Regions from separate parts of the Mus musculus genome. Here all the other regions are linked to region 1. Evidence: chromatin contacts called from public HiChIP or PLAC-seq and promoter capture Hi-C data. All regions are on one chromosome and are shown on one strand. Each heading gives the region's core, a stretch centred on a gene start, on an enhancer-like site or on the middle of the called end of the contact. The rest is flanking DNA. Distances are from core to core; before and after follow the strand shown. Region 1 holds the start of Gpr89 (G protein-coupled receptor 89). Region 2 has its middle 8.7 kb from the start of Gm40101. Region 3 has its middle 18 kb from the start of Gm40101. Region 4 has its middle 28 kb from the start of Bcl9. Region 5 holds the start of Bcl9 (B cell CLL/lymphoma 9). Region 6 holds the start of Polr3gl (polymerase (RNA) III (DNA directed) polypeptide G like). Region 7 overlaps Bcl9 (B cell CLL/lymphoma 9).

Region 1 (2,979 bases), core at 275-2,774:
GACAGGGAACATTTGACGCAAAGGATTGTTTGGGTTTTAGATTTCAGCACTTTGGTTGGTTAAATTTAATATTTCATGTGGATATATTTGTAAAAGTTAAAGATTATAAATTTAAGGCATAAAAGTTTAGAAAGCCATATTCTTGGGAACTTTTGAATTATGTTCATGTTAATCTCACAGGTGAAAGTGCATGGAAATTTTCTAATTATACTCTTATTTTTGTACTCTTTAACAAGCTGGGAATGGACATTTATATTTACCTGTGGGGGGAAAAACTCTTAAAACTTAAATGTTTTTTTTTTTCTTGAATTGGTAGTAAGGCTGAAAGCCACTCTGTGTCATTATCAAGGACAACAGGGGAGGCGCAGAGAGATTTGAAGCAGAAGGCAGAGTGTCCAGAGTTTTGTGTATTTACAGATTTGAACACTATGCTAGCAACAAAAGCAGTCAAATGTACTTGAAAGGTATTAATTTTGAAAAGGGAAAAATGGTTACTGTATTAGAGTGGTGAAATGGGTTGGCTTTTTCTTGTTTTACATTTTCTTAAGTGTTGTTACCGACGTTTTCAAGAGGTGAGGGCAATGCTCTGCTGAGGGAAGCATTGGGATGCAGCTGCACAAACCCTAAATTCAAGGATGTACCTCACTTACGTCCCTCAGGGGAACTGTTTCTTTCCCTTGCCATTTGGATGCGATGAAGAGAAAAAAAAATCTTTTACTGGAAAGATGCGGGGTGAGAGCGATAATGCAAGCAAAGAAGCGTCTGCAGTTGCTTAGTGAGTGCTTGCATTTGAAAGTGGGTACATGGCTATGCACATAAATACATACATGATATCAGGGCTATCATAAACACTTGGGGTGGGGTGGGAGGAAACCCTGGAGAGACACGACTGATGGGAAAAGCAAGAGGCTCACTAGACGAAGCGAGCAGAACTTGCCAGTGGTTTATACTTCTTCGGTTTTGTTTAACGGTAGATAGAGGTGGCCAAGTGAGAAGAAAACGTGGGTCGACCGCGACCCGCAAAGAGTGAACAGCAACCAGAGAACGAAAGATGAGGTGTCACTGCACAAAGGAAAGCTCAGACTTGGACCTCGCGGAGGCAAACGTGTCAGCACCCGGATCCTGCAAAGCCCATACCCGTCCCGGTCCTCAGCCCTGGTAGGCACGCTGCCGTGGGCCTCCCGCCGGGAGCCAAGCTTCTCCAGGCTCCGTGGTCCGCGGAGCTGCCCGGAAGCCTCGGGGCGCCGTGGGTACTGACCCCCGCATGGCACCGGCTCAGCGCTGGGGCCAGCCAGGCCCTCCCCAGAGTCTGGGGACGCACGCTAGGTGAGTGACAGCACCACACGTCAGCCTTCGCCACCCGGGCAAGGGAGCGGGCTGAGCAAATCCAGGTTCTCCCAAGGCTCACCTGGGAGGTGATCATGATGCTGGAGTCGATCAGGAAGCTCATGGCGAAGCCTCGGGAGGCCCATGCCCAGCTGTCTACCCCTCAGAGAAGCCGCGGCTTAAGACCTGTCCACCTGCTGTGGTAGGCGGCCTGGCCTGGCGCGTGCTTACGTCATCAAGATGCGCCCTAGCCAGCCAATCAGCGGCCGCATTCTCCGTTTGCCTGGAAGGTGAGGGTGGGCAGGGCTGGAAGCCGCTGGGTAGACTCAAAGCAGATGTGTTTCTTCTTAGTAGGCACAAGGAGGTGAGGAGAGGTAACATTTGCTTTAAGTGGCACTGCCATTAAATATAATGAAATTATTTTTATATTTTTCATAGCTAGAAACACTGGGGTGAGAGTTGTGCGAGGTCCTCAGTGACATTCCCAACACGGCAGAAAGTAAAAATAAGTTAACATAGCGAGTGAGGCTTTAAGTCAAGTAGTGTGTTGCAGATGTTACAGATTTTACTTGGTTTAAAAAGCAGTGTGACATCTATAAGCGAAAGGATGGTGGACAGGAACGTAAGAGTCTTCTCAAACATAGCTAAGTAAATTTCTGATATGATAACGTCAAAAGCACACGGCTTATAAGAGTGTGCACTCATTGGACTCTAATGAGACCGCCATTATAGTTGGCGCTTTAGGGTGTGGAGTATTAGGCCAAAGGACGAGAAATTACATGAAGACAGATTTTAATTCAAAATAATAATTACGTAGGAGTCTTAAAGGTGGGCTATGTTAGAAAGTAGTTTCCCCCTTCCCAACACAGTCTGAGTGGCTGTGGCTCAACTACAAAGTGAATTATAATTCCTTCCATTAGATACTCCATTTATGAAGGCTTAATATACTACAATGGGACTTAGACTTTTCCCACTAGAACCCTAGCTAGTCTTATTGTAAAGACTAGTTACAGTCAAGGCTTGTAAGGGTGCAAGTGTATGTTGCAGGGGATGCTGGTATCTAGAAAGTGAGTGCTCAGATTATAATATAAATAAACAAGAACATTCCCCCAGGTTGCCACACATAAAGAAAGACCCCTGTTCCTTTGATCTGAAGCCTGTCTTACCAAGCAGCCTGTCCTAGTTAGGGCTACTATTGCTGTGTTGAAACACCATGACCGAAAACAAGTTGGGGAGAAAAGGGTTTATTTCAGCCTACACTTTCACACTGTAGTTCCCTTTTGAGGGAAGTCATGACAGGAACTCAAACAGGGCAGGGATCCTGAGGCAGGAGCTGATGCAGAGGCAATGGGTGTGTGTGTGTGTGTGTGTGTGTGTGTGTGTGTGTGTGTGTTGCTTACTGGCTTACTTGTGGCTTGCTCAGCCTGCTTCATATGTGTATAACTCAGACATGGCAACACCCACAATAGACTGGGCCTTCTATCACCAATCACTAATTAAGAAAATGCTCTACAATTTTGCTTCCAGTCCAATCTTATGGAGGCATTTTTCTCAATTGAGTTTCCTTCTTCTTAGATAACTTTAGGTTGTGTCAAATTGACATAAAACCAGATAGCACACAGCACAAACTACATATCAAATACCAAATACCTG
Region 2 (2,979 bases), core at 170-2,669, 430 kb after region 1:
GGATTCCCTGGTCTCCTTTTATTCCTGCCAATTAGGTCAGGTCAGCCTCTGGCTGTGTTAAACGCTTTAGGAAATTCCTGGGACCTTTCACCTTGCTTACCTTGTGGAGTCACTTTGGTCAGGGTTTTAAAAATAGAACTCAATGTGAAGCTAATTTCCAGACGTTGCTGTTGGTGAGGCACGCTGCTGTTCCGACTCTGGCTTCAGACGCTTTAGCTTTTGACCTCGCTTACTTTTCAGGAGGAGTTGGTTTTTAGAACTCAAGCCGCTTAGGTGGGGAGAGGCTCTCACCAACCATGTACGCCATGTTTTGGTACATCAGATTCACCGCTGATGAATGCGTCAGCCCCATCCACTCCCAGGCTCCCACCCCAACCCCAGGCCGGGTGTGAGCATGCTCCAGGATGCTCCCGCTGCCCCTGTGCCCATCCTCTGGGTTGCCCCAGTGGTTTAAGCAATCTGGCGTCAGGGTAGCCTTTCTTCCAGTGTACGATACTTCCTGCTTCTCACTTTCATGTGGTGAGCATCTTAGGCAAAGATCGGCAAAGCTAAAGCTGGCCTTGAACTCTGGGGCTGCCACTTTCTGAAAGGTCTTAGACAAATCATTTAACTTCTCTTGAGCCTCAGTTCTAAGATTAGGCTAAGGATGCCTGACCCAGAACTATAGTGAGGGTAACTGAGTGTGAGAAATAAAGTTGGACTTGGGTAACACCTGGCAGGGAGTGGTGGTTATCACGCCACCCTCCCATGGTCCAGAACCCTCTGTCTTCATGGCACTCAGTGGACATGCGGCAAACAGTAATGGATGAGAAGAAATTCTGGGTCCAAACCTGCAAGAAAGCCATTCTTACCATCGACTCCTTGTTGGATTAAAGATAAAGTCCTCCTGTGGTTTTATTTATGTTGGCGTCTTAAAAATGATATGTCCCTCCTGTCATGTATGGAAGGGCATGGCCAGACAGGACTCTCGGGATTCATTCCTGAGAATTATTTCATGAAGTTGAGCTACCCCAAAGAGAAGAAAATGAAGACCTGAGTGTTTGGTGGATGACCACGGAGCCCCTCAGCTATGCTACCTAGCAACAGAACACAATACCCGCACAGCTGAAGCGTTCATTTCCCACAAGGCAGCGAGGTGTAGAGACAGGATTTGACTAACACACAAGATGAGATACAGCAAATGGGATTCTTGGCTACCAAGTCCATCCACTTTCATGACATCACATTGGGGGAACCCCGAGTGAAAACGCTAATGGAATTGTGTCATCGACACTTAGTAGCTGGGTGGCCTGGGGAACACCATACAGTCTCCGAAAACTCCAGCTTCCTCAGCTAATAATGGCAGGATGGGAGACCCTGGCAAGGTCTAATCCTGGTTTCACAGGGCCTCCGACTCGGTTCAGTGCTAGTCTCTGCAGCCCTCTAGTGGTGTATGGTGGGAATGCAGTGACACCTCATTTGATGTGAGGACATAGACTGCTTGGCTCTATCTAGCCTGTCTAGTAAGCCTGTCTCAGAGGGGCCATGGAACAGAGAACTGCTGACCAGCTCTCAAAGGCATCGCAACTTTTATAACCTCCCTTCCTGTCTTCTCTGCATTGTGTCGGAACTCTCGAAAGCCTTGTAGATTAATAGGTGGGAACTCCTAAAATACATGACTGATAAAGGATAGGAACATTAAAATATATTTAAATTTAAATTAAAAAATTAACTTAAAGTCATTTCACACTATGTGTGTCCACTTGACCCCAGTCTCTGGCTGCACTATGTATGTGACATCCCTGGGTCTCTCACCTCTCTGTGCTACACACTTCACCACCAATCAAGTCTCGAGTTCTAGACTCAGGCTGAGATCATAGTCATGTGTTTGTGCTGTTCCTACTCCAGGATGGCAGGCGCTCACTCACCATCTTCTTCGGCCTGTTTATAATCCTTGCCCGTGGACACCAGCCCTTCTGAGAGGTCAACAGAGGGTTTACATAAAGGTGTCTAGAGCTATGGAGCAGAGTAAGGCAAATACACATGGCCTTGGGAGCCTTCTACACACTGGCCGTTTTCAGCTCTCCAACGTGGAGCTGTGACTCCAGACTTAGTATCTATCTGCCGGCTCCATTTGGCAGTGGACAGAGTTCAATCCTAGCATGACCGAACAGAGATATTAATGGCTGATCTCTTCCGGATATTTCCTTCCACCCTGCTTTTCTCACTTTAGCAAATGGTAACACTTGCTGTCCGCGTCCTCTTTGATATCTTCCTTCACACACATCTCCACAGCGAGCTCTGAGGTAACTGTCCTGGATCTACTTACAGACATTCTCAGGGCTGATACTTTCCTCCATCTCTACTGTCTGCTGCAACACACCAACCTTGCTGCAAAAGAACGTTCCAGAGGTTTTGAACTGCCACCCTTCACAAGACCAGAGGAGACTTTGTCAGCCCTCGTTTAAAACTCTCTAGTGGTTTTTCAGCCAGGCTTCATCTTAACTCAGACTAAATGGCTATCATCAAAAGGGTAGTAATAGGCACTAGTAAAGGGAATTCTGAGGACAGTGTGGGTGGCACTGTAAATTAGTACAGTCATAACAGAAAGCAATATGAATGCTCCTTAAGATGTGGAAATAGAACTACAATAGAACCAGCAGTCTGTGGGGCTGAAGAGATAGCGTCAGGGTTAATAGCAGGGCCATGGCCTGTATTGATGTCCAAGGCCATGTCACCACCAAACTCCATGCAGACATCTCTGGTCTGAGCTGCCTCCGGGGGCCATGTTGATGTCCTAGTGATGAGCGGAGCTGGCTCTGCCCCTTTCTGGCCCCTCCCCTCCCCTGGGCAGCATGGGAGAGCTGGCCAGGTAGTAGGGGTGCTAGCAGAGGTGGTGGGGTGGTGAGCTGCCCTAGGGCATAAGTGAGAGAGAGCTGGTGTGGGTGCTGCACAGCTGCCCTTCACCACTTGCAGCAGGTGGGAGAGCTGGCCCACCTT
Region 3 (2,979 bases), core at 205-2,704, 410 kb after region 1:
CTTGCTCTCTACAGCTGTGAGAAACGCAACAAGGGCAAGCAACCCCGGCAGGAACTTTATCTCATAAAATAAGAATCCAGGTTTATTCTTACAATTTGTGGTCCATCATGATGGAAGGCAGGGCAGGAACTCAAGGCAGGAACTCAGAGGCAGGAACTGAGGCAGAAGCCAAAGAGGACCTCTGCTTGTTTGCTTGCGTATGACGCATGTACTCAGCCTGCTTTCTTATGTCACTCAGGAGTGCCAGCCCAGGGATGACACCAGCTCCGGTGGGGTGAACCCTCTCACTTCAGTCCTTAATCAAGAAAATGCAGGCGGGGTTTGGTGGGACACACCTTTATTCCCTGCACTCAGAGGCTGAGGCTGGAGGATCTCAGTGAATCCAACGCAGCCTGGTCTCCCTGGTGAGTTCCAGGCCAGCCAGGGATACATAGTGAGACCCTCCTCAAACAGGCTGCTCTCAGCCCAATAGGCTTCTAGCCTCTCAGAGCAGGATCACATTCTGGCCACCATTCTCACACTGAATACCAGGGTTGGCCTTGGCCCCCAACTTCTCTCAGGAGCTCATGTAAGTAAAGGAGGAGCTTGTGTTCAGGTGTAGAGTTGCAGGATTGTAATCCTAGCATTTGGGAGGCGGAGATGGATAGATTGAAAGGGGAATTCAGAATCAATCTGGACTACACAGCAAGTTCAAGGCTGGTCTTCCGCAAATAAAACCTCATTCCAGAAAAGCAAACAGTGGGACTGCAGCATAGTGGTGTAAGGCCCTGTGTTTGTTTTTTGGTAGAACACACGTGCACACGCACACGTGCACACACACTGGCACACGAACATGCACTCATGCACACAGTCACGCATGCATGTGTGCACACACGCACATAGATACATACGGGCACACACAGAGACATGCATGCATGCGCGTGCGCGCGCGCGCGCGCGCGCACGCACGCACACACACACACACACACACACACACACACACACACACAGAGTCTGTAAATGAATGTGTATATATAAGTGTGAACAAATGAAGGGATACCCTCTTTGCCTTAACTGATCGTTGCAGTTAGCTGTTTGCGGGTATAATCATAAACAATCCTGCCTCAGTATCTAATGGATTCTCTCAGCAAGAGATTGTAAACCCAAGAGCCAGAGCCGCCTCCAGCCTTCCTTTTTTCTCACCCCGCTCATGCCAGCGCTGAGAAACGGAGCAGACCAGTAAATACTTCTTGAAGAATTGCACCCGCCCCTCTGACCAGGCGTGGAAGTAACTGTACCGAAGAAATTGGTCTGGTGCATTAACAACCGGTTCTAGCTGGCCCGCGTGCTGCTTCACAGCGCTGCTTTTCTCCTGTTTGCTCTTACTCAAGTCTCAAGTCTGTTTCTATAGCCTGCGGCTAAGCTGAACTCGGCAGTCAGCTCGGCTCCCACTCGCCTCATTCAGTTCGTGCCAACAGCAGTTTTCCTGGGGAATCTTTCCTTCCCTCCGCCCCCACCGCCTGCGCCTGCGCTGAGCCGGATCTGGAAGGCAAACCCCTGGCTTTGTCATCATCCTGCAAGGCTGGAAAGGTCGCAGTGACTCCAGACATAACGGGGATGGCCTGCATTTTAGTGTGAGCTGGCATACAGCTGCTTAAGAGGTGGCTGCTAAAATGTATTCCCTACATCTAAAACTAATACTACTCAGTAGGTTACCGGAGCAGGCTGAAGTGTGAAAGTTGAGAATATTAGAAGTCAACATGACACGCGGAGCAGTTCTCTGGAGTCTGCGCATTCTTACAGCAGTGACACTAGCTAAAATACATAGCCAGGTATATATTTTTATGTATGTAAGAGTTTTGCCGGCATGTATGCCTGGTCAGAAGGTGGCATCGGACACCCCGGAACTGAAGTTAGACATGGCTGTGATCCACCATATGGGATCCTCTGCAAAAGCAGCAAGCCCCCCTAACTTCTGAGTCATCGCTCCAGCCCCAGCTATGTTTTTTGTTTTGTTTTGATTATTTGTTGTTGCAGTTGTTTTGAGACGGGGTCTTACTGTATTGTATATCCCTGGCTGGCTTGGAACTCTCTGTGTAGATCAGGCTGGCCTTGAACTCACAGAGATCTGCCTGGCCCTGTTTCTCAGGATTAAAGGTGTGTGACACCACAGTCAGCCAGCTGTAGTTTTATGTATTTTTATTGAGTGTTTTAAGCCTCAGTGCAGCCTCTTAGGGCAAGCGTGCTGTCATGGTTGCCATTTTACCAATTAGGAAACGGAAAGATTATCTACCCTGTAAAAGAGACAGGAAATGGCTGAATCCTAGCACTTAAATATTTGTGTGTATGTGTGTGAGTATGGCTTGGAGGCATGCCTTGCACTTACTGCTGCCATCTCTCGCCTCCTTTCCCATGCCTTCCCCTGCACAAAGTTGAATTTAGCTTTGGTAAATAAAGGCCTTCAGGACCAGCAGGATCTCTGAGGGAAACAAGTCTACCACAGCCACCGCTGACGCTGGGAATTGCTGAACACATCTCTGACTGACTGAGCACTTGTTAACAGCACCCAAACTGCTTGGTTACTCTCCTTTCTACATTTTCCCATCAATCTGTCTGTCTGTCTATCTAATTCAAAGCCTCACTTTCTTCACAAGGGGAAACTTCTGTCTTGCCTTCCTCTCTGTGGGTTTCGGGGAGTGAGGTTGGTCTTGCACACCTCTCTTTTCCTTCAGTGGCCTGGCTCCTCTAGGATTCAGCCCTCAGCTTTTCTCAAACTCATTGCCCAATGGTTGCCGTAGAAACCCCCCAAGGGTCTGGTGGTCACATGTGCAGCAGGAAACTCAACCAGGTCTAAGCTCAGCAGCAGTCAGTCCCCATCTTGTCAGGATCAAGCCAGATGGCTGCTTACCCTTCTGAGTGGGAGCCTTTGTGGAAAACAGGAAGGATGGGGCTGAGTGGTCTGTCTCCATTGGCTGACAGCAGGGGGTTCCCCATCAAGTG
Region 4 (2,979 bases), core at 272-2,771, 350 kb after region 1:
CTTAGAATACTCCTTTTCCTACTCCAATACCCGGAACAATAGACACAAACACCACTCCTGCTTTCAGCCTTCAGAAGAGTGGAACTCAACAGCCAACACGTTTGTTTTATTGTTGAGAATCATGGGTTCTCTCTTTGGGGGTTAACATTCCTTGATGTACCCTTTTCTCAAGAGTTAGAGTAACAGGAGTGGGGAGGGTAGTTTAAGGAATGGAGGGTTCTCTCAAGCAATTTAGTGTTTCTCGGGCTTGTTCAGAAGGTGAACACAGGAGGAAGGCTTGGGCATCACTTTGGTGAGTTCACTGTACGCCAGGCAGTAGGATGCTTGCGCGTCTGTCACTTCATGCCGTTCTAACAAGTCTCCAATAAAGAGGCCTAAGTGGTTGTCATAACAGGCAGACACAGCATTCCACATGCAGCTTAAATGGGTTCAATAATTCACCCCTGGTCATCTTTGTAATTATCCACATTTGAAACCTGAATTTCAAGGGTGTGACACTGATGTCTGAAATACTTCTAAAACTAGATCCGAACGTGGCAAGGCAGAGCTCAAGCGTTCCCACCCGGGCGCAAAGTTCAAGATCAAAGAGGGACTTACCGGCTTTCCTTTCCTTATTTTCTCTTTTCTCTCTCTCTCTCTCTCTCTCTCTCTCTCTCTCTCTCTCTTCCCCCCCCCTCTCTCTTTCTCTTTCTTTCTTTCTGGTTTTTTTTTGGCTTCAATTTCTCACTTATGAAAAACAGGAGCAGTAATAACACCTACTACTCAGAAATAATACAAGAGGGAAAAAAAACCCACCCAGCACACAATAGACCCTTAATAAAAGACCCAGAGCTACTAATAACCTTTGTCAAATCAAAACAGTCACAAGGCCTCTATTAGGAAAACAAAGGGGAGTCCCTGGAAAGGAGGGCAGCTGCGAGGTCACAGGGGAAGAGGACTTTCCTCCCACCTTATTCCCCAGCCCTCAAGTCCTCTCCTTTTCTCCTTTAGGACAGCAGGTGTCCTAATGGATACATACACTTTACAGTATGCTTATCCTTTAAGAGACAAGTCTAACCGCTGTAAACTCACAGAGGGCTGGCTGTGCTTGGTGCTTCTGGAGGTGGGTAGGGGCGAGCAGCTTTTCCTAGATGCTGCCTTAATCTCACAGAGCACCTGAGATGGCCAAAGGACAATCTGGAAAGTGGCAACGTCCTTCATTTCCTCTGTGGTTTGTACCCAAACCACAACTCCTCCCCACTCCATCTGAGCATTTGCTTCATACACATTAAGATGTGAGTTGGGCTTTCTTCCCTGGAAGGTCCCTCACTGCCCGCCCCCCCACACACAGGTTCTTCCTCAGTTGTTCCTCCTCCTCCTCCTCCTCCTCCTCCTCCTCCTCCTCCTCCTCCTCCTCTTCCGAAAGCTTCCCCAGCAGACCCGCAGCTGAAGCTTTAAGCACTTCTCTCAGCTCCTCTTTTTCACCCACAGCTGCCTGCAGGAGCATCTTCTTCAGAGTGATTTCAATACCCAGGCCAGGGGCACAGAGGCAAGCGGATGAATAAGCGGTTTGTGCATCATTTAGTAAAAAGAGGAAACCCATTCTGCTCTGGAATGAATGAGAACATCGGGATTTCTAGGTGGAGACGAATGGAGGAAATGGGGTGTGCTGTGTTTGCTTCCTAAGAGAAAAAAAGGATGAATGAAGGAGAGATAAATGTGATGCCGAAGCCAAGGAAAGGAAAACCAGAAAACACCCCAAAGTGACAAGGTGGCAGGCAGGCTGGGCTCCCGACAGTTGCTGTGGCTCCCCAGCTAATATCTGCCAGACTTAGCATTCCTGTGAGTGCTGTTGGGATAATGGGCCCCACTCAGCGTCACGTGAGTTCTCCATCTCAGGCGAGGGACATGATTTCAACCATATCACACGCAGCTCTCATTACCTGCAAAGTAATGATCTTACCGAGGCAAGCAGCGCCAACCATAAACACAACTGCTCAGAAAGGCAAAGCTCTTAGGTGCGCCCTGTGCATGAGCCTCACTGTGAGGTGGCCCCAGGTGCCCAGCATTTCCTAGACTGGCTCAGAGAGGCCCTGTGGGGTAGCAGGGACTGGAAGAGGCCCCTCCTCTGGTGTAACTTCCTTATTAGAGGGGTGGAGTAGCAGTCAGATCTGAAGAATCTATTAAACATCCTCTAGGTCAAGGGCATTTCTTTCACAGGGCAGAAGTCTGCTTTGGAGAGGTTTATGACCTCTTAAGGGAGCCAGTACACCCTAAGTCAGAATTTTCCCTCGGACAGTGCTAGGGATTGAACCAAAAATCAGAATTCTGAGTCTAGAGAAGACTTTAGGCTTCATATCGGTTCCTCCCTCTGCCCTTCCTTCCATCTTTCAGATTAAAACTTTAAAAATCAAGACCTAAAGGAGTTAAGAGATTGTTCCACATACAGTACCTTAGCAGAGACGGAACCACATTTCCCAACTCCAAGTCTTGGTAGCCTTTCCTTATACTTCAGAAGGAATATGTAGAACAAATAAGAAACTAAGTATGCAAATCAGTGACACACACCAGGTGCGCAGACATTTGGCAGAAAGTGAAGTCTGACATGAGTTAGTCCAGAAAGGTTTCTTCAGTAAAAAGTGATATGTGCAGACTGTCACAAACTCTCTTCAATTCAACAGCCATCTTTGGAATGCCTAATATACGCAAAGCGTGTGACCCAGAGGGGAAGAAGGCCAGGAAACCTCATCACCAGGCCCTGCTCTAAGACAGCGGAGCCAAATTTATTGGCTAAGTGAGGAACTTAAGCATGCAGCCATTAGCCAGCAAGGGGGAAAAGCTGACCCTTAGACATACTGTGACAGCAGAGAAAACCTGTCTGGAGCCAGAGCTGGAGCTGGAGCTGGGGTTGAAGGCCAGAACGCATACCTTTATTCTCAGCACTTAAGAAGCAGAGGAAGGTGGATCTCTCAGTTCTCAGCCAGCCAGGGCTACAGACAG
Region 5 (2,979 bases), core at 199-2,698, 320 kb after region 1:
TCTTAGTCCATCCCTGTCAATAGTATAGGCCTTTTCAAGAGAAGAGAGAAGACTTTGTTACTGGTCCCCAGGACCATCAGATTTGCACACAAACACTTCTTCATGATAAACTCCCTGGTGACTAGTGTCCAGTCAAAAACTTTCAAACCAACCAGACTTAAAAGCCTCCAAGTCACAGGTTCTAAACAAGTCTTACCTCCCAACATCTTGACTATTTCACTACCTACTCCTCACCTCCTGTAACTAATTCATCACTGTGTTCCCTACACAAGAGCCCAGGTCTCTGTCGCCAAAATAACCATTTAATTCCACAGTTTATCAAACGCTAACAAATGCACCATCAAATTGACTTTTTACATGGCCGCTGACGTCACTGTCAGGGGGTGACTTGTTCTTGCTTTAACTAAAGTGTAACTCTGTATCCACTGCATCCTGCCTTGGATTATGTCCACAGAGGCATATTTGCATCCATTTCACTACCCTACCTAATGACTTTGACTCCAATCTTGGCCTCAGAATAACTCTTTTAACATTTAAAAAAACGCCCTTCCTTACCTCCAGCAGACTAAGGCTCTTGGGGGACAGATTTCAAGCTTTCTTTCTCATCCTTGGCAGCTTTAACATAACGTTCCCAGCAGTACTACTACAGGCCGTGGTCCTTCCCTCTGGACTAACCACCAACTCTGCGACTTGTTTTCCTTAGGATAACTCCATTTCACCAAGCTCACCCAACACTTACCAGTGACATCTTAATAGTCTTTGCAACTTTCAAAGGCCAGCCAGCCTCTAGGGTTCCAATTTGAAAACCACTGGTGTGTTCTACGACCCTCACAATGACTCAGTGACCTAACTCATTCGTCGCCAACTCACCTGCTGGAACCCTTTACAACTCAAGACATTCCTCTAGGCTTTCACCTCCCCCAACCCTTCAACAAGTCACTGGCCTGCGGAGTCCCCTTTCTCCCCTCTACGCATCTCCCGGGTCTTACAAACTCAACCCGAAATTCCTAATTTCGCGCGCTCTTTCCTCTCCATCGCCCCTCCATCCCAAGACCCCGAGACGGTCATCTCCCCTCAGGTAACCTCTCCAAGCACAGCTTTGGGACACAACCTCTAAAACCCCGAGAGATGCCCCGGTCTCTCCCATAGCTCCCGAGGCTCCCCCGCCTCCCCCAACAGGTTCCTCCAGACTCAACTCGCCAAGCCAGCGCCCCGACCCCCGGAGGCCCCCCGGCCACACGCGCACGCGGACCCGGCCCCCGCCGCGCCGGCCCGCCCCTCCCCCTCCCCGGGGCCACTTACCCCGGGCCGGAGAGGGGGAGGGGCGAGCGCGGGCGGGAGCTGCGGTCCCCGGCTGCTCTCAGCCCCGGGGGGCCGGGGCCCGGACCAGCGGCAGCAGCAGCGCAGCGTCTCCCCCCGGCGGCGGCAGCGGCGGCGGCGGCGCCGTCCCACTCCCGCAGGCACACATAGGCTCCATTGTCCGCCGGTGCCTCCCCCTTTCCGGCTCCCCCTCCCAGGCCCGCCCCTTCCCCCTCCCCTCGACCCTCCCCCAGCCGCACCGTGCCACGAAAGGTACCGCGGGCCCCGCCTCGGACGCGAGCGGAGGCGCGCCCCTCCCCCGGCCCGCCCGGCGGGGAATGGGGCCCTGGCCCCGCCGCCGCCAGGGCCCGCCCCCTCCGGGGGAATGGCACCCGTCCCCCTCCCCGAAGGCGATCGATGGTACCAGCCCGCCGCGGCCTCCGCCCCCTCCCGCGCCTGGCTCAAGAGAAGCCGCCCGCGCCCCGCCCACCCACGGCCCCGCCCCGACGGCACCGCCTTCTGCTTTGCATGACCCCTCCCATCCAACCCCGCCCCGGCTAGTCACCGGGTCCCCCCGCGGTGACGCCCACTCCCCGGTTTAAAGCCACAGAACCCTCTTTTTCAACTAAAAGATCCTCCTGCAGGACCCACGGGGCGGGTGGTGCGGCGGGGAGGTTCTCTTCCTTCCTCACCCTCCTCCCGGCGCTCATTCACCCAGACTCCCCATGGCCTCCAGCAGTACTGGAGCCACCGAAGGGGATTAGAAAAGGCGCGGGAGGGGGAAGGGCAGAGTGGAATTTAGCCATCTTTGACAGAAACTAACTGGGAGCTGCAGAAGGAACCGATCTTCCTTCACTCGCCCGCCGTTCAGGGTCGGGCCTAGTCTTCAGTCTTCATGCCACCTCCTCGCACCTCTCCACTGCGATTCCGCCTTGCTTCCCCCAGCCCACCCATCCGCCCCTAGGTGTCCACTCTACCTTTGCCCGTGAGGGCTTTCTTCCCTCTGGAAAGCTGGTCCCCTCGGCTTGCACTCTTCTCCCTCTTCCCAGAACAGACTCTCTGGGGTCCTGCTGGCGCTGTGGCTAGAGCAAGGTCTCCTTCACCTCGGGCCCTGCCCCGCCCCGCCCTGCCTGGCCAGCACTACCTATGGTTTCCAGAGAGCACCTTCTGCCCCGGCCTCCAGGTCTTCTCCCAACCACAGTATCACTCACTTAATTTTATTTTTTGGAAGAGCTTTGATGTTGAGAATTCGAGGGCGACGCGTTCAGCACTACCCCTGTGAAGTTAGATGTTAGCTCATTAGGTAGCACTTTTTCACATCTTGGTTAATGCGCCTTGCTCAGATTCCTGTTATCCTTATTTTGTGGGGCCGTGTTACTGCCTTGACCAGCCATCGTTACTGTCTGCCCTCCCCACAAAACCCTACTAATCTTCGAGTTTGTACTTTGCGGAGTTGATCTTAAGGATTCTCCTGCAACTCTGTGCACTGGTCCAAAGCGTTTCTAACAGTTAAGTGGATTCTGTGTACCTGAGAATGTACAGTCTCCCCGAAGATGGAAGCAAGCAACATAGCCAAAAGACCTACATGGGTTTAACCAGGACAGCCACTACTGCCTCCGCTTTTCTCTATATAAAATAGGGAACCTTCCTGTGGTACCCTTTTAAGGAGCAGTGCTGTCG
Region 6 (2,979 bases), core at 174-2,673, 310 kb before region 1:
TTCAGAGCTAGGGGTGTAGTTCAGGGGCAGAATGAATGCTTAGCATTTGTAAGACCGGACTCACATTTCTCAATTTAAAAGAAAAAAGCTTATTTGGGGTGCAGTGGTACAAGCCTGTTATCCCAGAAAGGGTGAGGCAGGAGGGTCATAAGTTGGAGGTCAGCCTGTTTGCCCTGCATAGAAAGAACTGGTTTCGAAAATATTTTCCCACATACTAAATAACAATTTATTGAATAGATGTTATCAGAGGGTTCATTGTGATCCCGGTTGTCTAGCACTGTGTCTGCTATGTAGTAGGTTCTCAGTAAATATCTGTCTTTTGAACATGTGTCTACAGACTCTGTGAGTCACAAAGACTCCCTTCTGGTTCTTTTTGTTGTTTTCCTTCTCTGGTCTGAGAATAACTATAAAACATTAATGCAATAAACCACCAGTTCAAAGACCCCTAATTATATAATGTTGTCTTTTATTGTTCCCTAATTATATCAGGAGTTTAAATTTGTCCTCCTTGACAAGAGCACTGGTTCCCACAAATCAATTCCACTCGATTAACGCTTACTGAACACAATGTATTAAGTACCCCAATCTGTCCCATCAAACCTTCCGTTCATAGAATAGAAACAGTGAAAGAGAACATATAATCCTAACACCGGGGGTACTGTGGCAGGGGGAATGCAAACTGGAGGCCAGTATGGGCTACATAGCAAGAGTCTGCCGATAAAAGCATGGGAGGGATGGAAAAAGTCAGCCTCGTGAGATGGTAAATACTCGTGTTGCCAAGTGGCCAGGAAACAGGCTGACTAGCTCAAGTTGTCCTCTGACCTCCTTGCGTAAGCCATGGCTTGTACGTACCCCCCCCACACACACACAAATAATGTAATTTTAAAAATTAAAGAGATTCCAATAGTGATAATCGGACTTTGTCAGGTCGGGGATCAATAAATTCTTCACGGTGGTCTAGGAAAGTGGTGGGTAGAGGGTAGCGGTTCAGTTGACTTGATAGGTAATAAGAATCTGTCAGGCTCTTGACAGGGGGCTAATGTTACGTTAATGGGTGCGGGAGAAGCTGGTACCATAGAAGAGTCTGAGCTACAAGAATGAACCTTCCTCTCCTGCTTTAATATCTGTCCCCAGGCGCGACAGCAAGCTGTCTCCGGCGTACAGTCAAGACAGCAGTGAGAGCCCGGGGAAAAAGGGGAGGGATTTAGAAGGGGGCTGATCCAACAGGCTGACAGAAAGCGTTATCTACGTCGCTGTCGGCGCCGAGGGACTAATTCGGGAAGTACCGAACCAAACCGGGTCAGAGCCACCAGGTCGAAGCCTTACCTGCCGTCCCTCCCCCACTCAGGGCCCACGCAGCCGCCAACTTGAAATTTGCTTTTCTTCTTCCAGCCCTCGTTCTAGGCCCGCCTCCCCGAGCTCTCCATTGGTGGGTTTTCCTGGCCAATCGACGAGAGCGGAGGCGGGCGAGGAGGGGAGGAGGAGGGAGCGAGCTTAACCGGAACTGAGGCTTGGGAAGTGGCGCGCTGAGACCTGGGGCTGCAGAATTCACCTCTTATGCCCAGACCGAACTAGATGGCTAAGATGTCCTGCTACTCAGAGCTCATCCAGACACGTGGCGGAGCCAGAAGAGGAGAACCGCTGCTGGGAAATGTAGCCCTGGGTCAGAGAAACCAGACTGCTCATCTGTTAACAGCTGTGCCTGCAGGAGTTCCCAGAAACACTCCAGGAGGTTCCCAACTACCGGACTCCAGCGCCCTCTTCTGGCTTAGGCCATCACACACACACACACACACACACACACACACACACACACACACACACACCACACACACACCACACACACACACACACACACACACACCACACACACACACACACACACACACACACACACACACACCACACACACACACACACCACACACACACACACACACACACACACACCACACACACACCACACACACACCACACATCACACACACACACACCACACATCACACACACACACACACACACACACACACACACACACACACCACACATCACACACACACACACACACACACACACACACACACACACACCACACATCACACACACACACACACACACACAGAGAAACACTCCAGGAGGTTCCCAACTACCGGACTCCCGCGCCCTCTTCTGGCTTAGGCCATCACATACACACCACACACACCACACACACACACACACACATACCACACACACCCTCTTTATTATTCTTCCTCAGTCACCAGCACTACTAATAAATAATCTTTAAAAGATTTTTTTTCTCTAAAGGCAGGGTCTGGCTACCCAGTCTAGGCTGGCCTTGAACTCTTGATACTCTTGACTCTGCTACCAAGCTCAGGCCCCAAATGCGGATTGTTGCGGTGTCTGAGAAGTGAGGGAGAGAAGGGGGCTTGGGACCAGAGCAGTAATTGGGGAGAGAAGGCAGGAACCCAGTGGGTTTTTTCTTTCTGTACTTTCCACTGCCCTTCAAGCCCCTTCAAGGAAAGAGGGCAGAATAGAAAGAGTCATTTTTTTTACAGAGTAGAAGTAAAGGGAAATACTTCAGGATGGATGTAAAACTAGGAGTCAGTCAACAAGAATATGACAGAGGTCAGAGAAAATGGCCTCTAGACTGGGAAGTTGCATGTGGATGACACATACTCCGTTTTTGGAATAGTATAAAAACATAGCTGTAGCGCTTTGGGGGAACTTGCTTAACCTCATTATCATTTGTTGCAGGAAGACAATAGTTCCCCCCTCATTGAGTTGTGAGGGTTGGAGATGATGTATGTATGCACATCTCTCGGCACACATCAATAGCTAATAAAAGTGGGTGATTTCCCTCCGGCTGTTTCTCCTCCTTTCCCAGGAACGTGACTTTTTGTATCTGTACTTGGTGGCGTCCACCATTTGAGTCCTCTAAGACCCTCGGTGAGCTTTCCAAACCCTTAATACCCATCCG
Region 7 (2,979 bases), core at 149-2,648, 300 kb after region 1:
AGCTCTCAGAACCATTTGTCAGAGAGAGAGAGAGCCACATTCACAGGCAACAGTGTGTGAAACAGCAGCCAAGTCTAATTTGTCCAGGTCTGACTCCGCACCTGCTGCTCCTGGCTCAGCATCTCACCTGAGAACAGACATGCACACAGACACAGCATCTCACCTGAGAACAGACATGCACACAGACACCCTCTTGCTGAGTTCCACGCACAGACAACTCAAAAGGAGTACACTCACCAGAACAAATCAGCTGTGCAGGGACACAGCACCGAGTACCTCAATGCATGACTTGTAGGATAGACATCAATGTGTTGGGGAGCCATATGTGGTTAGCAGAGGTGACCAGGGGCAGGCTGGGGTGGAGGGTGGGCAGAAAAGACCACAGTCGCATGGACAGTCAAAACACAGGATGTGTAGGTGTGGTAATATTTTATGTCAGGAAGATCCAGGGAGGTCTCAGAGCTTATTTAAATAACTTAAGATCTATGTTGGCCTTCCTAGTTGATTTATACCATTTTGCTGGCTCTCATGAAGGAACCTAACGAAGGCCAGCTCTTGCTCTAGAGCAGTGGTTACCCTCCCAAGGGTCAGATAACCCTATCGTAGGGACTCATTTAAGACTGTTGGAAAACAGATTCATAACAGTAGCAAAATTAAATGAAGTAGCAACAACAAAGATAATTTTACTGTTGGTGCCACAATGTGAGGAACTGTGTTAAAGGGTCACTGTGTTAGGAAGGTTGGGAACCACTGCTCTAGAGGGGAAGATCAGCTGTGAGGAAGGCTTGCTTTTCTGCTGTGATGGATTCCAGAGAAGGGAGCAACTCTACAAGGAAGGGTCGCTGACAGCAAGGTATGCTCTCAAGAGTGCCCCTCTCCTTCCCCATCTCTACAGCCAGCTCCAGTATTAGGACTCCAGTCATATAGTAACCAATGGCCCTGATACGAAGTGAACAGGAAGCCAAGGCACAAAAAGGCAGTTCTGTTTTGTAAGAAACAATATATTTATTTTTCTGACACCACAGCTCTGGTGAGTGGTTTTGTACCAAATTTAATGAAGATTACACAGAACGTTTCACGCATGGGAAGAGGGAGGGAAGGGAAGGAACACAAAATTTAAAACAAAAACAAAATCCTGGATAGCTTTTAGCATCGGTTCCATTCCCACACATTAATAAAATTCACTTGGGAATTCCTAAGAAAAGGAGAACAAGAAACAAGGCGGGCAAGGAAGAGTACACCAGGGCGGGGAGGGCAGGGAGGGACAAGAGGCCAGAGGGCATCCGAGGCAGGGGCGAGGCTTCAGGGAGAACCCCAGAGAGCCTGGGTATTGCAGCTGCCAAGGGGAAGAAGAGAGGGGAAAGCAGAGGGCCACCAGCGGGGTCACAGGAAGGAAACACACGTAACCAAGGAACTGAAGGAGGAGAGAGAGGAAACCGTGAGGGCGGGCAGGTTGTACACTGGAGACAGACCGTGCTGAGGAGCACGTGAACCGAAGAACAAACGTCCCAAGCTTCAGTATTTTTAAAAAGAAAAATGTCCCCCCTCCCCCCACCCCTCGCTGAACTCAGTTCCTTTTTTTGTGCTTTTCGTTAATACTCTGCTCTGAGGTCGTAGTTTGGTTTTTCTATACACTGGAGTTGAAAGAAAATAGTCCAAGGTCTGAAGATGGATTCTCCATCGAAAGTAAACAGCCCAGCATTCCTGTTCTCCTCTTGCCCCAAAGACTAAAGTCTCTGCTAAAATCCCTTTTACAATATAGTACAGTACACACATACACACAAAATAAAGCCCAAATCAAAAGTAAAAAAAAAAAACCAGAAAAGAATCCTGGGAGAAGCCAGTCCAAAGGACGTAAACACAGAACGGTGCAACACATGACCGATGGCAATTCTCAAACACGGCTACAGACTCCCAAAAGTAGGTGCCGTCACGGGATCCCCATGTCCACAAAAATAATTTTTAAAAAATAAATCTTAAAAAAACACACCTGTTGATTAAATGAATAATTTGTTTTCCGGTAAATCCATACATTCTTGGTTCCCTCCTCCCTCAAAGCAGCCCCGGGTCCCTCTTCTCCTATTGCATGACCAACAGTAAGGACTCCTGGAACTCCATCAAAGCAGCTCACAGGACCTGGAATCTCATCTTGACAAGGATCGGCACATCCAATCGTAGCAGCTTAAAACATCATGTTTCCTGGGTTACCAGGTCCTTGGCTAAACCCACCCATGCCCACATCAGCAGCCATGCCCCGGGGCCTCATTTGTGGGGGAATCATGATGTTCTGTTGGGGTCCCATCATGCCTTGCATGGACATCATCATGCCTGGAGAACCCACAGGCCCTGGGTGGGTATAGAGCCCAGCAGGCCCCCGATCCTTGCCAGGAATCATGCCCACAGCAGCAGCTGGATTGGTCATCAGGGTGGCTGGGCCGGGCACTGTGGATTGTGCTGGTGACATCATCCGGTGGTGAGGTCCCATCATGCCTTGCTGGAGAAAGGCTGGTGGTCTCATTGGGTTGTGGCCTGGCATGGATGGAGATGTACCAAGAGGAATGTCTGGAGTTCCTACTGGCCCGGGGCCTCCCATGCCAGGTAATGCTAACCCCATTCTTGGGGCTTGATCGCTCATCATCCCCTGCATGTGTGAAAACCCAGGCCCAGGACCTTGTGGCTGTTTGCGGCCGGGGACTTCCCCTCGAGGGAAATACTGCAGTGTCTGGCTGGGCTTCTCCGATGGGATAATGCGGGAGAGATCAAACTCAGGTATTCCGGTGGCTCCAGGTCGGATTACCTCCTGCAGATCTGGGTCTGTAAACACGGAGGGCATGCTGTTCCCCAGGACAGTGAAGGAGTCAGGAGCCCCTGGGCCTCCAGGCTTGCAAAGTGCTGGATCTGCTGAACTTTGGGGCAGGTTGCTGGGACGACCAAGGGGTCCTTCTCCTGGGAAACCTATCCCTCCTGGGAAGTTACCTT

The links. Promoter capture Hi-C pulls out the DNA fragments that hold promoters and counts their contacts. HiChIP or PLAC-seq counts read pairs in DNA pulled down with a chosen protein or histone mark. Capture Hi-C pulls out chosen DNA fragments and counts their contacts.
Region 2: a promoter capture Hi-C map of neural stem cells shows a contact between it and region 1. The contact joins the enhancer-like site here to the promoter of Gpr89 in region 1. A contact is called at or near these places in 9 of 39 promoter capture datasets (the 3T3-L1 cell line, 3T3-L1-derived adipocytes, the C10 cell line and 6 more), 10 of 115 datasets of contacts at active chromatin or transcription factors (bone marrow-derived macrophages, embryonic basal ganglia, embryonic limb bud and 6 more) and 1 of 9 other capture datasets (pancreatic islet).
Region 3: a contact with region 1 is called in an H3K4me3 HiChIP or PLAC-seq map of stem cell-derived neural progenitor cells, with 4 times the contacts expected there. The contact joins the enhancer-like site here to the promoter of Gpr89 in region 1. A contact is called at or near these places in 6 of 39 promoter capture datasets (the 3T3-L1 cell line, cranial neural crest, embryonic stem cells and 3 more), 5 of 115 datasets of contacts at active chromatin or transcription factors (embryonic basal ganglia, embryonic limb bud, embryonic midbrain and 2 more) and 1 of 9 other capture datasets (liver).
Region 4: a promoter capture Hi-C map of hippocampal neurons shows a contact between it and region 1, with 2.0 times the contacts expected there. The contact joins the enhancer-like site here to the promoter of Gpr89 in region 1. A contact is called at or near these places in 5 of 39 promoter capture datasets (the 3T3-L1 cell line, embryonic stem cells, hippocampal neurons and 1 more), 2 of 115 datasets of contacts at active chromatin or transcription factors (embryonic stem cells and stem cell-derived neural progenitor cells) and 1 of 9 other capture datasets (embryonic stem cells).
Region 5: a promoter capture Hi-C map of adipose tissue shows a contact between it and region 1. The contact joins the promoter of Bcl9 here to the promoter of Gpr89 in region 1. A contact is called at or near these places in 6 of 39 promoter capture datasets (the C10 cell line, the HPC-7 cell line, cranial neural crest and 3 more), 1 of 484 Hi-C or Micro-C datasets (CD4 T cells), 6 of 115 datasets of contacts at active chromatin or transcription factors (bone marrow-derived macrophages, embryonic stem cells, forebrain and 3 more) and 1 of 9 other capture datasets (adipose tissue).
Region 6: a contact with region 1 is called in a promoter capture Hi-C map of erythroid cells, with 14 times the contacts expected there. The contact joins the promoter of Polr3gl here to the promoter of Gpr89 in region 1. A contact is called at or near these places in 1 of 39 promoter capture datasets (erythroid cells) and 1 of 9 other capture datasets (pancreatic islet).
Region 7: a contact with region 1 is called in an H3K4me3 HiChIP or PLAC-seq map of bone marrow-derived macrophages, with 6 times the contacts expected there. The contact joins the enhancer-like site here to the promoter of Gpr89 in region 1. A contact is called at or near these places in 12 of 39 promoter capture datasets (the C10 cell line, the HPC-7 cell line, cranial neural crest and 6 more), 5 of 115 datasets of contacts at active chromatin or transcription factors (bone marrow-derived macrophages, embryonic midbrain, embryonic stem cells and 2 more) and 4 of 9 other capture datasets (adipose tissue, embryonic stem cells, liver and 1 more).

Annotation. Positions count from the first base shown.
Region 1 is chr3:96,903,774-96,906,752 of GRCm38.p6, forward strand. It overlaps Gpr89 (G protein-coupled receptor 89), which reads right to left and starts at 1,525. Exons shown (of 14, transcript NM_026229.4): 1 at 1,409-1,525. The coding sequence starts at 1,450.
Region 2 is chr3:97,337,587-97,340,565 of GRCm38.p6, forward strand. No RefSeq gene overlaps it. Among named protein-coding and RNA genes, the nearest start is that of Gm40101, 8.7 kb to the left of the region's middle. Within about 2 kb of position 1,420, at least 15 of the 459 cell types and tissues checked have an H3K27ac peak or open chromatin away from gene starts, as enhancers often do. A contact at or near this core is called in neural stem cells, where this site is marked.
Region 3 is chr3:97,310,802-97,313,780 of GRCm38.p6, forward strand. No RefSeq gene overlaps it. Among named protein-coding and RNA genes, the nearest start is that of Gm40101, 18 kb to the right of the region's middle. Within about 2 kb of position 1,455, at least 87 of the 459 cell types and tissues checked have an H3K27ac peak or open chromatin away from gene starts, as enhancers often do. A contact at or near this core is called in embryonic limb bud, where this site is marked.
Region 4 is chr3:97,254,075-97,257,053 of GRCm38.p6, forward strand. It overlaps a transcript of Bcl9 not described here. Among named protein-coding and RNA genes, the nearest start is that of Bcl9, 28 kb to the left of the region's middle. Within about 2 kb of position 1,522, at least 64 of the 459 cell types and tissues checked have an H3K27ac peak or open chromatin away from gene starts, as enhancers often do. A contact at or near this core is called in hippocampal neurons, where this site is marked.
Region 5 is chr3:97,225,916-97,228,894 of GRCm38.p6, forward strand. It overlaps Bcl9 (B cell CLL/lymphoma 9), which reads right to left and starts at 1,449. Exons shown (of 10, transcript NM_029933.4): 1 at 1,303-1,449.
Region 6 is chr3:96,592,758-96,595,736 of GRCm38.p6, forward strand. Polr3gl (polymerase (RNA) III (DNA directed) polypeptide G like) reads right to left here and starts at 1,424. Exons shown (of 8, transcript NM_027241.4): 1 at 1,327-1,424.
Region 7 is chr3:97,202,678-97,205,656 of GRCm38.p6, forward strand. It overlaps Bcl9 (B cell CLL/lymphoma 9), which reads right to left. Exons shown (of 10, transcript NM_029933.4): 10 at 985-2,979. The coding sequence ends at 2,183. Among named protein-coding and RNA genes, the nearest start is that of Bcl9, 23 kb to the right of the region's middle. Within about 2 kb of position 1,399, at least 66 of the 459 cell types and tissues checked have an H3K27ac peak or open chromatin away from gene starts, as enhancers often do. A contact at or near this core is called in the HPC-7 cell line, adipose tissue and bone marrow-derived macrophages, where this site is marked.